2 separate regions of the Mus musculus genome follow, and region 1 is linked to region 2. A link is a contact called in public promoter capture Hi-C data. All regions are on one chromosome and are shown on one strand. The core of a region is the stretch at or near the end of the contact, and the rest is flanking DNA. Distances in the headings are between cores, read along the strand shown.

Evidence for each region. Promoter capture Hi-C pulls out the DNA fragments that hold promoters and counts their contacts.
Region 1: a contact with region 2 is called in a promoter capture Hi-C map of liver, with 2.9 times the contacts expected there. The contact joins the enhancer-like site here to the promoter of Slc28a1 in region 2. A contact is called at or near these places in 8 of 39 promoter capture datasets (the C10 cell line, embryonic stem cells, hematopoietic stem and progenitor cells and 3 more) and 1 of 9 other capture datasets (liver).

The regions. Positions count from the first base shown.
Region 1 is chr7:80,603,978-80,606,677 of GRCm38.p6, forward strand. Crtc3 (CREB regulated transcription coactivator 3) reads right to left here. Exons shown (of 15, transcript NM_173863.2): 8 at 1,771-1,856; 9 at 374-423. Among named protein-coding and RNA genes, the nearest start is that of Gm15880, 31 kb to the right of the region's middle. Within about 2 kb of position 1,419, at least 17 of the 459 cell types and tissues checked have an H3K27ac peak or open chromatin away from gene starts, as enhancers often do. A contact at or near this core is called in liver, where this site is marked.
Region 2 is chr7:81,113,538-81,116,237 of GRCm38.p6, forward strand. Slc28a1 (solute carrier family 28 (sodium-coupled nucleoside transporter), member 1) reads left to right here and starts at 1,262. Exons shown (of 18, transcript NM_001004184.3): 1 at 1,262-1,340; 2 at 1,986-2,097. The coding sequence starts at 2,002.

The sequences.
Region 1 (2,700 bases), core at 169-2,668, 510 kb before region 2:
CAAGGTGTGCTTTCAATTAATTGATGAGTTAATCAATTAATTAAATGCATGTGTGGGTACATGTCCAAAGACTAGAGACCATCCTTCCGGCTGTTTCAAAGGTTCCGCTAACAATAGCTTGTTGGGGTCCTCAGCCGAGTCCCCCAACTCGGCCTCCTTTGATGTGTCAACACCTCGGCCTCACAATCCCTCTGCACATGCAGGGTAATTTACTGGCTTATGTCAGCTGTATAATGAACTGTCTCAAAAACATTAACTATGAGGACCAAAGAGAACAGTCATTTTATGCAAATGCAGTTGACTTTGACTTATAAACAGATCTGTGACAGAGCAGGAAAGACTGGAAACCTTCAGCAGAAGGAGTATGACTTACTTGCCGCCCCCAACATCACAGGATCGAGGGCGCCCAGACAGGGACTGGATCTGGGAAGAACAAAGAAAGTTGGGCTTACTCAGTGCACAGCCAAATTCAAGTGTTTGAAAAGTAGGGATCTGGCCACCCTAGTCAGAGGCCAAGAGAGACGGAGCAAACCAAGGGCATCTGCACAGAGCAGCCATTTAAGTTTTGAGGAATTTTAAATTTCTTAAATTTCCAGACAAAAGAAGTATATATACCATTAGCACCTTTTCTTAGCTCGATGCCTTATTAACTTACCTTCTAGTTAAATGTTACTTCCTTCAAAAAGGCAAATGTTTTGCATATTTAGATTAAAAAAATTTTTTTTCAATTAGCATGGGAGAAAAAGAAGGAAATAAAAAAGCAAAATCAAAACAAAACAAAAAGCAAAACGGGGCAATGGGGAGAGGGAGGAGAGAGGGAAAAGGACCCTGGAACTAGAGTGTGCATTAACCAAGGGAGACAACTGTCTCTCAGAGAGAGCAGCTCATGGTATTTGTGAATGCACCTGCACGCCATTATCTGTCTTCTTTTAGGCCCCTAAAGTTAAAACATCAACTACATATTTATAAAAAGCTTTCAAGACCACACTGATGCAGAGACTTCCAATAAGTTTGATGGAGGAAAGGAGTAGGACCAATGGGAGGGTAGGGTGGAAAAGGGCCAATGTGATCCCGCTGGGAGGGAAGCAGGTCCAATGGGATCCTGAGGGGGAAGGGGGAGGGACGTGGAGACCAATGGGATCCCGAGGGGGGGAAACCGGAGGGGGGGTGCGGGGGTAGTTAAGCACAGAGACCAAACAGCCAACTGCATCTGGCCATCACTAGGGGTGGATGGAGGACTTTCTCACAAGACAGCTCTCTACAGAAAGAGGCTAAGCTAAGCTCCGCAGTGGGTGAGGTTTACAAAGGGGTCGTGGAGGGAGGCCAGTGACTAGGATTTCAGACGCTAACATTCAAAGCTCAGAGAAATCAGTAGTAAACAGATGACTCATTGCTGCTTGGGTCAAAGGCCTTTGATTTTAGGAATGATCATCTGGCATGATAGCAGTTCTCGACAGGAGCTGGAGATGGCTCCAAAGCAGAGACATCTGCCCTTTCATGCCCAAATCTCCGGGCTTCTGACCATGTAAGGTGAGCAGCTTAACAATTTCCATTCGAGAATCAGCAAATCCACAGAAAAGCTTGGAAACCCCAGGGGCACTGCACTAATCGCCCACAGATCACGGTGACCCGTGGGGGACAGATCTCCCCACTGTCTTTCCAGTGTCTGTGTCCAGACAAATCCTCTCTTCCTTTTCCCCAGTTCTGGTTTCCACCTCTGCGGGGCAGGCTGCCAGGACTGACAAGCACAACCCAGGACGGCTCACCCACCTCCTTGCTCTCCCACAGGTGTTTAGGCAGTGGCTTCGGGACATTTAACAGATTCTCTTCTTTCAGCGGACCCGGGAAGGCGGCTACTAAAAGGGAGAAGAAGCATATTCATTGAATTAGAGAAGAGGGCGGCCAACCTGGGCCAAATCAATTAGCTTGTTTAAAACTGCTGGGGGTGGGGGCGGGGGCAGGGCGGGGGCAGGGCGGGGAGTGGGAGGGGGTGGCGGCAAACCTTTAATCCCATACCAGGGAGGCAGGGACAGAGGCAGATGGATCTCTGTGAATTTGAGGCCAGCCTACTCTACATAGGAAGTTCCAGGACAGCTAGAGCTACATAAAGAGACCCTGTCTCAAAAGAAAAGAAAAGAGGGGAGGGGAGGGGAGGGGAGGGGAGGGGAGGGGAGGGGAGGGGAGGGGAGGGGAGGGGAGGGGAGGGGAGGGGAGGAGAGGGGATGAGAGGGGAGGGGAGGGGAGGGGACGGGAGGAGAGGGGAGGGGAGGAGAGGAGAGGAGAGGGGAGGAGAGGAGAGGAGAGGGGAGGAGAGGAGAGGAGAGGGGAGGAGAGGAGAGAAAAGAAGAGAAAAGAAAAAATTTAAATGTCTCTTAGTTAGCATTTAGGGTTGGCTGTCAAGGAACCTGCCACGTAGCTCAGGCTGGCCTCAGGCTCTCAGCTGTCCTCTCAAGTGGTGGGATTATAAGCATGTGCCACACTGACTAGTGAACATGATTTCCTTAGCAAACACTATTTTTTAACATACTTTTTTCTTTAATTATTGTATTATTTTGTGTGTATGGGCGATTTGCCTATGTGTGTCTGTATACTATATGAACACTAGTGCCTGTGGAGACCAGAAGAGGGCATCAGATCTCCTGGAACTAGTCATAGATAGTTGTGAGCCACCATGTGCATGCTAGGAATTGAACCGGGTCC
Region 2 (2,700 bases), core at 12-2,511:
GGTAAACATTTATCTTATGATCAAGGGGACCAGTGACCTGACAGTGGGTATTGTATCTCGAGATACAATATACGTATGTGTCCATGTGTGCGTATATGTATCTCCAGATACAATATACGTATGTATCCATGTGTGTGTATATGTATCTCCAGATACAATATAGGTATGTGTCCATGTGTGTGTATATGTATCTCCAGATACAATATAGGTATGTGTCCATGTGTATGTGTGTGTATATGTATATTCAGATAAGCAAGTTGTGAAAACCCTGCAACAGTACAATTTCCTATTGGAAAATGAATAACAAAATAGTGTATACTTAAGGGGAAATAAGAAAAATTCTTAGGCTCTGTATATTTCTATAACACCTTCATGCTTCATTCCGCATGACCAGGGGTGTGGAGATGCACACCTGGAATCCCAGTATTGGACATGTGGAGGCCAGAGGATTGGGTGTTTAGGGCTAACTTCGGCTACATAGCAGGTTCAAAGTCAGGCTGGGTTAGATGAGACGATATTCTCCTAACCCCAATAGAAACAGATAGTTTCTAAGAACAGGGGGTACCACTTATGTCCAGCCTCTTCTTTTCCATTTTTCCAAAACAGCCAGTGTATGCCTCTGTGTGAGGCATCTTTTGTATCATAAAAGATAATTAATTATTAAAGAGTGTGCATCATCAATTATTAAATCCTGTCAGGTAAGTTTAAATTTAGTTTGAAGACTGTAGATGAAAGTGTTGTCCCCCAACTTTGCACGTGTAACTCGGGTGTCACTCTAGGAAGAAAGGGGAGAAGGAAATGGTGTGATTTTGGCTTGTTTCTGCGACTGTGTGATGCTTAGCCCCGAGCCACCACCTGTTTGTGATAAAGACAGCGCTTTCAATATCTTCTAGTTTTGGAAAACGAGTCGCCGATACTGTGAGAAAAGGAGGCTGAGCCACAACACGAAGACACATTTCCAGGATGCTGACAGAAAGAGGAGGGAGAGAGTAACCAAGGTGGCTTCCCAAAGGAGGCGTCCTGGAGCAAGGCCAGGAAGAGGTTGGTTTGGGAAAGGGCAGCAGACAGAGGGCAGGACCACAGAGGACCCGGCTTGAGTGAGCCAGGCTACCCCATCATGCTTTTTCTGAAACAGGCTGGGGTCCCCGCCCCTGCGGTGGCCCTGAGCTCTGGGGAAGCCCAACCTACTTCAGTTTTGGACTCTGCCCAGGAATTTCCACAGAAGTGAACAGGCCAAAGCCCAAGCAGGTTGGACCCAGCCCTCCCACAGCAACCTGTGCTTCAGTCAGTCAGTTCTTAACAGTCAATCCCTCCTGACGCTGCCTTCTCACTACAAATCTGTGAGTAGTGTGGGCTCCTCTCCTCTCCGTACAGCAGTGAATGCGAGTGCCCAGGTAGCAGGCATCCCCCAGCCCTGGCTGCATGCTCCACATGCCCTCTGAGGGTCTGTGTCTGGGGAAGATCTGCTTAGCCAGCTGCTGTTGAGTAGGGAAGGCCTAAGGTGTGGGCAAGAGAGGGACCGCAGTGGGGAAACGGGAGTTTGGGCTCTCATTTGCAGGTGAGCTAACATCTAAAAGCAGCTTCACTGAGAATGAGGAATGTTCGGTTTTGAGTGGAACAGTCCTGGGTAGCGCTGGCTTCAAGATGGATGAAATGAGCACTTCCTCCCCTGCCAATGATTTTCACCGGTTGTAGGAAGTAAAGATAACTAAGGGCTCTTTTCTGAGCCGTGCCCACACCAGTGCCTACGCCATCCCCTCTTTCCCTTCCTGGTGACTGGTGACTAAGGGACAGTTCACTGTTGGAGCTTACAAGGACTTGCATCTCCCAGGATCAGGAGAGAGGGCAGAAAGGGTGTCTCTCCCACTCTCCCCTTCTCTCTCCCTCTCCCTTTCCCCTCCCCCTCGCCCTCCCTCTCTGGTTCCTTTTCTCTCTCCTGGCCCTCCTTTCGGCTGTGGACCCTCTGTGACATCTTTGTCTTTCAGCTGAAGAGCCTAGCACATGGCAGACGACACACCGAGGCAACGAGAGTCCATTTCCCTCACACCTGTGGCCCATGGCCTGGAGAACATGGGGGCCGAGTTCCTGGAAATAATGGTCTGTCCTCTTCCCCTATAGCACCTCCTCAGCCTGACTGGCATCTCACAGGGGTGTGGGGTGGTGTGGGGCTCAGCTTGATTGGCATCTCACTAGGTGGGGTGGCTCAGTTTGACTAGCAGCTCATAGTGGGAGGGCCCCTCAGCTTGACTGGCAGCTATGGGCTGGGGGACTGTGTGTTTCACTCTGTGCTCTGAGCTCTGCTTGTGTAGTACCTCCCCAGCACAAAGCACCCCCTTTATTTCACCCCTTAAACATGTTCTGAGTACCCACTGTGTGATGTACCCACTGTGTGCTGTCAGCAAAGGTCCCAGGAGGGAAGAACATCTGGTCTACAAGATGAGAGGGGAAGCAGATGATGGGGTGGGGTGTCCTTGGCATTTAAAGAACTTGCCATCTTGTCTTGGCTCCCCAAAGGCCAAGCAGAGGACTGAAAAGCTTGACATGATACCTTCTGCCCTCCCTCCCTTCCCTAACAAGGCTCCCTCTTCTTTACCAAGTGCCCCCTAGCCCCCTACTTGGACAGTGCAGTAAGAAGTGCCCTGGAGTCATGCAGTGGGGCGGGCCTGCCTGGGATCTTCCTTAAGGGTTTCCTTCGGGTCT